Linked DNA regions of Mus musculus: all the other regions are linked to region 2. Evidence: chromatin contacts called from public promoter capture Hi-C data. All regions are on one chromosome and are shown on one strand. The core of a region is the stretch at or near the end of the contact, and the rest is flanking DNA. Distances in the headings are between cores, read along the strand shown. Region 1 holds the start of Ifitm6 (interferon induced transmembrane protein 6). Region 2 holds the start of B230206H07Rik (RIKEN cDNA B230206H07 gene). Region 3 holds the start of Ifitm1 (interferon induced transmembrane protein 1).

What was found. Promoter capture Hi-C pulls out the DNA fragments that hold promoters and counts their contacts. Capture Hi-C pulls out chosen DNA fragments and counts their contacts.
Region 1: a contact with region 2 is called in a promoter capture Hi-C map of liver, with 2.5 times the contacts expected there. The contact joins the promoter of Ifitm6 here to the promoter of B230206H07Rik in region 2. A contact is called at or near these places in 1 of 484 Hi-C or Micro-C datasets (the N1E-115 cell line), 1 of 115 datasets of contacts at active chromatin or transcription factors (embryonic stem cells) and 1 of 9 other capture datasets (liver).
Region 3: a promoter capture Hi-C map of embryonic stem cells shows a contact between it and region 2, with 2.5 times the contacts expected there. The contact joins the promoter of Ifitm1 here to the promoter of B230206H07Rik in region 2. A contact is called at or near these places in 1 of 39 promoter capture datasets (embryonic stem cells), 5 of 484 Hi-C or Micro-C datasets (the Ba/F3 cell line, CD8 T cells, embryonic stem cells and 1 more), 5 of 115 datasets of contacts at active chromatin or transcription factors (embryonic stem cells and large pre-B cells) and 2 of 9 other capture datasets (adipose tissue and liver).

The regions. Positions count from the first base shown.
Region 1 is chr7:141,015,343-141,018,396 of GRCm38.p6, forward strand. It overlaps Ifitm6 (interferon induced transmembrane protein 6), which reads right to left and starts at 1,550. Exons shown (of 2, transcript NM_001033632.1): 1 at 1,358-1,550; 2 at 470-817. The coding sequence starts at 1,516. The coding sequence ends at 662.
Region 2 is chr7:141,363,705-141,366,854 of GRCm38.p6, forward strand. It overlaps B230206H07Rik (RIKEN cDNA B230206H07 gene), which reads right to left and starts at 1,406. Exons shown (of 2, transcript NR_033532.1): 1 at 1,331-1,406.
Region 3 is chr7:140,966,415-140,969,567 of GRCm38.p6, forward strand. Ifitm1 (interferon induced transmembrane protein 1) reads left to right here and starts at 1,662. Exons shown (of 2, transcript NM_001112715.1): 1 at 1,662-2,024; 2 at 3,075-3,153. The coding sequence starts at 1,842.

The DNA of each region.
Region 1 (3,054 bases), core at 300-2,799, 350 kb before region 2:
AGATTTCTTCCTCCTAAAAGTGGAGGACCCTGGGCTGGTCCTCTATCCCTGGACTGAAAACTCACTAGTACATGCCTCTGCACCCTTCCTGTACTCTAGGGACATGGAGCCGGAGGTAAGCAATGCTTAGTTACTGCCTGCCTGGGACTGCTAGGTAAAAGAGAACACTATTCAGGATGCTTGTCAGCTGCTGTCTCCATCCTGAGGCCAGAATCCTACTTATCTGTGGATGCCCTGCACTATACACCCATCCACACCCACCCCATCCACACCCCTACCTCTTCAACAAGGAGAAAGCCAGGGAAACTCTGAGTAAGCTCAGTAGGGAGCAGTCAGGGGATAGGAAGTCTCACCACAATCGCTACCACGTGCACTTTATTGAATCCACTGTGAACATATGCATGAGGATAAACATTTACAGGAGGGTAGAGTGACAGGTTAGGGCCTCTGGCCAGGATAAGGGGCAACTCTGAGGGGCAGAGCACATGAATGCTTTCTTCACGAAGACAGTGCATGGAAGAATTTAGTAGTCCATTGACTTTGACAGTGCATGGAGTCCCACCCTTAGTATCTAATAGGTACTAAAGATACTAAATTCGGTACTAGTTTAGTTAATTAATAATTAGCTAACTAACTAGTTAGTACCTAACTAGTGGTTCTATTATCTTTGGTTACCTAGTAAGTTAAAGCTGTATAAAACGATAAGCATGATGTAGAAGATGAGGGAGATGACCAGAGCAAGGATGTTCAGAATCTTGGCGGTTGAAGCATGGGATTGGGCCCCAGTCATGTCGCCCACCATCTTCCGGTCCCTGGACTGAAAGAGATGAAAAGATCAGTGTGGCCTTGGAGCAAGTCATCAAGAGCCAGATGCTTTGCCTCAGTTTCCCCATTGTCCTTCCCGCTCAGTGCAGTCTCCTTCCTAATATCAGGGACCCCTCTCCCTTTCACACACTCAGACCATTCAGCAGACCCAAGAACTGTATGCTCAGCTCACCATGGGGCACCATTTTTTGTAAGTCTCACTTGCACCCAGCCTGGTGCCCCAGTCTGCAGGGTGAAGGGGCATTCCAGAAACTAAGCAGTAAGCAGAATGAATCCCTCTAAACTAGAGTGGAGACAGTCTCACCCCAGAATCCCTGGGCATTCTCTCCTTTTGCTTACATAGGAGAGTCTCCTACATACAACCCACATATACATTCTATATGCTACTTACACAGTCTATACATACAAACACATAAGTACATTCAGGACACCAAGGTGTGTCACACATACACAAACACAAAGCTGTACATGACCCAGGTGTCCTCTGGGCAGGAGGAGCCACAACCACATACATACCTTCTACAACACTCACCTTCACCGAGTAGATGTAGGCAATGAAACCCAGGCAGCAGCCATTCATGAACACTGTGTTAAATGTAGACCAGGTAATGTGATCCGGCTGGATAACATCACTGTTGATGCAAACCACAGTGGATGGCACTGGAGCTGAGTCAGGATCCCTCTTAACCATGTTTTTGTGCTTAAAGGAAGCAAGGAAGCTCTTGTTTCAAGGAAGTTCATATGGGTGGTGGAGTCACAGGCACTTTTATAGAACCATTGTGGTGTAAGATCCACATGCATGGGGAGGGGTTACATAAGATTGCTTCATACCCCACACACCCTCCCCACCCCACCTCCGCCCCCGCCTCCACCACCTCCTCAGTGGCCTCTTCAAAGTTCTACTTTCTCCAAAATTTCTGTTCCTGTTTGTAAACCAATGAACTGTCTGGGAAGTGGGAAGTGAAAACAGATTACTGAATGGTAATCACACTAGGATAGGGTTCAAGAAGGGCAAAAATCGGGAGACCCTCCTATACCAGATCCCAGTTCAGGACTTAGTCCTCTACCTCCCCAGCCCAGGCCAATAGCTACAGCAGCTATTTCCCCAGTCAGGAACCTGAAGCCTTCTACCATCCCATCTCCAGGGTGCCGAAGGTCAGTCCTCAAGATAGGAGCCTTCTCTGCAGAAACCCATGTCCACTTACTGGCTGACTTGCTTCAGACCAGGGCCAGAGAAAGCTACAAATCACTGCCATCCCTGTTGAGCCAGGACCAATGGATGGTCAGTACGGTGCCTTTCAGGCCAGGGCTCTGCTCACAGGCTGGGAGACTGCACTATTTATTTCAGACACTTGGCAGCGCCTTTGCAGTGCTAACTAACTTATTCATGTGATTCCACTTTCCCTTCTCAACCTTTATCCTTTTACTAAAAGACTTGGAGTTTGGGGGAAGATGGATATGTCTGGACCACACCCAGTGAGGCCACGAAATTCGCAACACCTGGTTGGCCGAGACCTTTCTGACACTGCAATCTCTTTTTCTTGCCTCAGTACACCCTGCCGGAAAGATGGCAAAACAGGATCGGAAAGAGATAAAGCAAGTTATGAATGTGCTCTTCAGTTTCCTCTGAATGACAGAAATTATGTTCCTGGAACAGTCCCCACCCCCAGGCCCCGGCCCTCTCCTCACACCACAGATGCTAGGCTACCTGCTCTTACTGTGTTCTCAGAAGCCCCAGGACCAGTAGATCTCAGCATGGCCAGGCCACCAAGGATAGAATGTCTTGTCCTAGCAGCCTGGACTTTTGGGTTCCTTCAAGCTGCTGTGCTTGGGGCTGGAGAGATGACTCAGTGATTAAGAGCACTGACTGCTCTTCCAGAGGTCCTGAGTTCAATTCCCAGCAACCACATGGTGGCTCACAACCATTTGTAATGGGATCCTTTGCCCTCTTCTGGTGTGTCTGAAGACAGCTACAGTGTAGTCATAGAAATAAAATAAATCTAAAAAAAAAAAAAAAAAAACTGCTGTGCTGGATCTTCCTTAAGGTAATTGTGTGACCAAGGGTGTTGGCATGTGGTAAGTTGTACCCATCGGGCGCATGGAGTATAAAGCATGGACTGACTTTCGAAGACTTGGTGTTCTGGTTCCAGTTCTGCTGCTATGACAAATAGCCCGACAATAAACAATTTAGAGAGAAAGGAGTTTATTTGCTTATAACTCCAAGTTACC
Region 2 (3,150 bases), core at 156-2,655:
AGACTGAGGTGAAGAGACTGTGCCCCTCAACTAATCCACCACCTACCCAGACTTGGCCTCAGGTCTCAGAGGCTCCAGCCCCTCAGCTCAGACAAGCCCTACAGGACCCAGTCTTTCCAGCAGTCTTCTCTCCAAGATGGTTGGCGCCACCCTTAGGGAGTCTCCAGAACCTGTATCTGCTTCATCTAACCCTCCTAGCCCTTCCCCATCTGCCTACACTTACTGTGGCTTCCACAGAGCTGAGGCGGCTCCAGACCAAGCAGCCTCCCCTGCCCAGGAGCTCTGGACTCCTCACTCCCATGTGCTTGGGGCCCCAGCTGAACAACTGGCTCAGGCCTCTGAGTTCTTGGAAGTTGTCCCTTCTTCTCTCAAGGGCCTTCTACCACCTCTAGGTCCTTTTTAAAAAGTAGAGAGCTGGGTGTGGTAACATACACATTTAATTACAGAAAGCAGAAAGCAGAGGCAGGAGGGAGATCTATGTGAATTAGAAGTAGGTCGACACAGCAAGTTCCAGTCCAGCCAGGGTTACAGAGTTAAAAAAAACAAAAACAAACAAACAAACAAACAAACAAACAAGAAAAAAACTGTCAAAAATCTTTACTTTTAAATATTTTTTAGATTTTCTTGCTTTTACTTTATGTGTATGAATGTTTGCCTGTACATGTCCTACATGTATGTACACCATATACACCACATGTGTGCCGTGCCCACAAAGGCCAGACAGATTCTCTGGAACTGGAGTTATAGATAGTTGTGGGTCCTGGAACCCCAACCCTGGTCCTCTGCAGCAATAACCATCCCTAAAGGCTGAGACAGCTTTCCTTATTAATTCTGTGAGGCACAATCTCACATAGCACACGCCTCATACTTTTGATGTGGCTGATGGATGGCCTCGAAGGCTTCTAGGCAGGCACCCAGTTTAATGTGTTGCTGGGGATAGAGGGGAAACATTCTGCCAACAGAGCTAAGTCCTGAACCCTCAGAACCTTTCAAAGAGAATAGCAGAGGACCACCCATCACAGGCACCTAGTGAAGAGATGGAAGTGTTACAGCCCCAGGGCGAGTTAGCTTGGGACCTTCCCTAACTACTTACTCTTCCCTCTTTGGATGTCACTATCCGGGGCCTGCAAATGAGAGATAACAAACAAGAACCATGCAGCAAGCACTATCTCTAGCATTGGGTGACCTCACTCTGGTCTAGACTAAAGAATGAGACACAAAGAACCCAGGTCACCTAGGCTGGGGTTCAAGTGCAACTTTCCTAATTATAATACAACTCTCCCTGATCCCTACCCAGCAAGTCAGCAGGAATGGGAAAGGTTTGCCCTACCTGTGGGAACCCAGCTGAAGAGGGTCTGTCCATAGGTTGGGTAGATTTGCCCTGGACAAGAACGAAGAATGAACTTAAAACCCCCAAACCTAGAGTTGGTTTCTAAGCTACTTAGCCAATAAGCTCTTCGTGTGTGGGACTGCTGTGACTACTGCTCTGTGCCTAGCTCCACCACCAACAAATATTTCCATGAACAAGGCCCATCTCTGTCTGGGGACAAGCATGTCTTTGTGATCTGCCAACCTCCTGACCACCCACAGCAGGCCATTCAAACACAGGGCTTCCTATACCACTCAGAAGAGGCTTTCCCGTCTTTCTTAGAAAAAGATATAAAATAGTTGACTTCTCAAGGTAATTGGAGGAATGACAGAGAAGCTGAGATGTCCCTTCTACCTGGGTGACCCAGCACAAGATGCACACTTAACCTGGGGACAGTGATGCTTAGCCAAAGTGGCTAAATCTCTGTGCAAATCCCATGAAGGGACCCTGGACATGGGTGAATGCCGAGAAAATGCTTTTTGTGTGGAGAAGCAGAAAGGATCTACCCTGGCCCTGAATGTTCCCCTGGGAGTATTGAATGCAACATGACAGGCAAAACTGTCAAGTGTCAGAGAGAAAGCATGGAGAAGATCTGTAGCCAAATAACTTGTGCTCAAACAAGAAGACGTGAATTTGAGTTCAAAGAGACAATGTGTGTGTGCTGCTATGGGGCATGGAGCAGAGAGGAGTGATGGCCAAGCTATACAGCTCTGAGCATACAAAGCCTAAGAGTCGCTTGCCAGGCATGGTGATTCGTGCCTGTCATGTTATCGTTTGGAATGCTGAAGCAGGAGGATTACCATGAGTTTGAGGCCAGAGCAGGCTTATAGTGCTACCCTGCCCCAAAGAACAACCAAAACTTCTTTTGTTGATCACCACTCCCCAAAGTGCTGTCAAGAGACACATTGCACACTGAGTGGTCTTAAGTGCACACCTCACTGTGGATGGTATTAGGGGCACAGCTGCTTAAGAACTTTCTTCAGGGTTTGAGGTACAGGCGAGTAGCAGGGGAACAGGGAGAAGCACGGGGTCGAGTTCAAGGAGGATCTTTGGATACTTGGTTAGGACTCAGCATCCCTAAGGTGAGTTTCAAAACTCAGAGAGCCCTGCTAGGCTTTCCACCTACAGGTCCTGAGCAAGAACTTTCTGAGGGGTCAGAGAGATGGTTCAGTGGTTAAGAGAACTGGTCTCTCCTCTAAAGAAGCCGGGTTCAGTTTCCAGCACCCTTGCGGCAGCTCACAACTGCCTTAAAATTAAATAATATAATATACAAAAATCTTTCTGTAACTTCCCAAATAAGGCATTTGAAACCTCATCTTCCTGCTTTGAGTGCAACAGTGGTGTGTATGTGTGTGTGTGTGTGTGTGTGTGTGTGTGTGTGTGTGTGTATACATGCTTACATGCCTGAGTGCAAGAAGAGTCAGAGACCAGAGGTCAACACTGATTTCTTCTCTCTCTACATTGGGAAGAGCGGGGGGGGGGGGGGGTAGCAGTGGAGATTGAACCTAGAACCTTCTATATGCTAAGTGTCCTGCTTAGTCTTTTTGTCAGCTTTACTTGAACTAGATTCATTTGGGAAGAGAAAACACTAATTGTGGAAGTGGTCCACCAGATTTGCATGTGGACAAGCCAGGCAGTGGTGGTGGCACATGCCTTTATTCCCAGCACTGGAGAGGCAGAGGCAGGTGGATTTCTGAGTTCGAGACCAGCCTGGTCTACAGAGTGAGTTCCAGGACAGACAGGGCTACACAGAGAAAGCCTGTCTTGAAAACAAACAAACA
Region 3 (3,153 bases), core at 412-2,911, 400 kb before region 2:
CTGCTTTGCCTCCTGCTGCCTCTCCCTTCTCTGGCCTGGCCTGGCCACTCTGCTGTCCTCCATAGCACGATTCGTTACCCAAAGGCTTTCAGTGGCTTCTTCTAGACATCTGCTGTTCTCCTTTGCAGCTTTTATGTAGGTATGACTTCCCAGAAGGTGATATTAAATTTTACTCTGGTCATCTCTGTCCTCTGAAATGCCAACTGTGAGTGAAATTAAGCGCTAATGGCTTGGAAAAGTTTAAGCCAGATGGCTGCAAACCCCAGGAGCTTCAGATCTAGAAGTAGACAAAGCAAATTCCCTGACAAGGTTTTGGGTTTGTTGTTGTTTTGTTGTTTTAAAGATTTACTTATTATATGTAAGTACACTGTAGCTGTCTTCAGACACACCAGAAGAGGGCATCAGATCTCATTACAGATGTTTGTAAGCCACCATGTGGTTGCTGGGATTTGAACTCAGGGCCTTCGGAAGAGCAGTCAGTGCTCTTACCCTCTGAGCCATCTCGCCAGCCCCCCAGGCGAGGTTTTTATTAGGGGCTTTTTCTACAGAAGAAAAAGGGAAGAGGCGGGGAGTTTTGGGAGGATGAAGGAGAGGCACAGCTCTGAGGCTTCCTGGTTTTTAAGTACGTTAAGGGGGCAAAGGGATGGCATGGAGCACACAGTGAGGACTTCAGACCATGGGTCAGTCTTGATAATGCCAGTATATTCATATGCTGTGATGGCTAATGTTGCTTAGCAACTTGACTTCATCTAAAATCAACTGTAACACAAGCATCTGGGCACACCTGGGCACACCTGAGAGAGTAGGGCGCTTTTTTGTTTTTGCTTTGCTTTGCTTTTTTGTTTTTCCTGGTTGGATTATTTGAGGTCAGAAAAGCCACCCTAAATGTGGGCCACACCTTCTGGTGGCACCCCACATAAAAGGTCATGGAAGAAGGATGGTTTTGCCTGCTTACCCTCTTGCTGCTCAGTTTCTCTCTCCTGTTCCAGAGATATTAGAACCTACTTCCTCAGGGTCCCAACGGACCTCTGTAGAATCTCCCTGGGACTCTAGCACCACATTGACACAGCTGACTTTAGTCTTGTGGACAACGCCTGGATCCTAGGCCTTTCCATCAGGAGACAGTCATTTTAGGGCTCCTCGACCACACCTGTAAGTTATTCTAATAAATCCCCTTCTTAGGACACACAGCAGTTCGGGGGGGTCAGGATTTGGGGTAGAGTTATCTCTGGGGAATTTCTGTTTTATAGACCTTTGTTTTTCTCTCAGCTTCAGCTTCTAGAATGAGTCTCTTACTAAGGCAAAAGCAAATAAACTAAAAATGTAGAATCCTGAGCTCTCGGCCCTGTCTGTACAGAGGGTGGATGTTAGAGTCTATGACAAGTTGTGTGCTCCTGTTCTCAGTCACAACAAAGGGAGCTAAAGAATGTGCAAAACATCATCCCTCCTCAAAGCAAACTCGGAGCGACCGCGTTGTTCCCTTCTGCTTACTGTAACCTATGCACTGGGGAACACTGCAGTCACCTCTCCTTCCCAGTGGAGGGGGTGAGCTGCCTCACAGCTTCAAACCCCAGCCTCTGGGGATTAGGACAGCTTGAAAAGGGGTGGGAGTGGCTCTCCCTGCCCACACCCTAATGGTAACTTGAAACCACTATTTGCCCTTAACTCCGCAGCCCCTAAAAAGCACACCAAATTGTAAACATAAGGAAGTAGGTTTCTGAGAAACAGACCCCACTGGAGGAAAAAGGCCGGCCCACTGCGCAGCAGGCTCCGGACTGCCCAGTTTGAAAAGCCTTCTCATTCCTTCCTTATTCTCACTCTGCAGCTTCAAAAGCCGAGAGATGCCTAAGGAGCAGCAAGAGGTGGTTGTACTGGGGTCACCCCACATCTCAACTTCTGCGACAGCCACCACAATCAACATGCCTGAGATCTCCACGCCTGACCATGTGGTCTGGTCCCTGTTCAATACACTCTTCATGAACTTCTGCTGCCTGGGCTTCGTAGCCTATGCCTACTCCGTGAAGGTATTGTATGGGCCTCAACCTTGACTTACCCAGGTGGTACCTGGGTTGTGTGTGTGTGTGTGTATGTGTATGTTTGTGTGTATGTGTGGAGGGAATCCCAGGAGGTGCCTGGGGATCCGTGGGTCAAGGTATCTCCATCATAGCCTAAAGTTTGAAGGAAGTCTCCTTACTTCCTGATTCTTGGAATGCCCCCCCCTTTTAAAAAAGATTTATTTATTTATTATAAGTACACTGTAACTGTCTTCAGACACACCAGAAGAAGGCATCAGATCTCATAGATAGTTGTGAGCCACCATGTGGTTGCTGAGATTTGAACTTGAAAGAAAGAAAGCTAAATTCAAGACTTCAAAGCCCTAGCCAGAAAGTTTATTCAAGGTCCTTGACTCTTGCGGCTTGCTAGTTAGGAGGGCTTTTTGGGCTTAGAGCAAAGAACAAAGGCTGTAAAGTCATCCTAGGTACCAACTAGCCATTGAGACAAGAAAGGCACGCAAGGACAATCTCCAGGACAAGCTCTGATGAGTAATGGGCCACCTGCTGATATGGTTTGGGCTTAGCCAGATGTCCTGCCGACCAAGATAAACACCCTCCCTTTAGAGTTACTATCACATACAGCTCTCTGATGTTTAAATTGCCCATTTGTGTGTAACTGTGCCAATCCTCCCCCTACCCCCACTCCTTTCCTATATAAACCCCTAACTTTAGAGCCTCGAGACCGACATCCCTTATCTCCTGTGTGAGAGGACCTCTTGGAAGAGCAGTCAGTGCTCTTAACCGCTGAACCCTCTCTCCAGCCCCCTGGAAGGTTCCTTAACCCTGAAGATTAACACTCCTGGCTGGATGGAAAGTTCACTAGGAACTAACAGGAAACAGTAGAGTAAGAGGCTAGTGCTGGGTGTTTCTGGGTAGTCGTGAGTGTGGTAAAGTGGAAGAAGGTCCCTGGCCTAAAGATTAAGAGGAGCACAGTGGGCTAGGAAGGTGATGGGGAGCTGAGTCAGTACTTGTCTTTCCATTGGCCAGCTCCAGTGCCACTGACCATCTGGTCTCTTCCAGTCTAGGGACAGGAAGATGGTGGGTGATACGACTGGGGCCCAGGCCTTCGCCTCCACCGCCAAGTGCCTGAACATCAGCT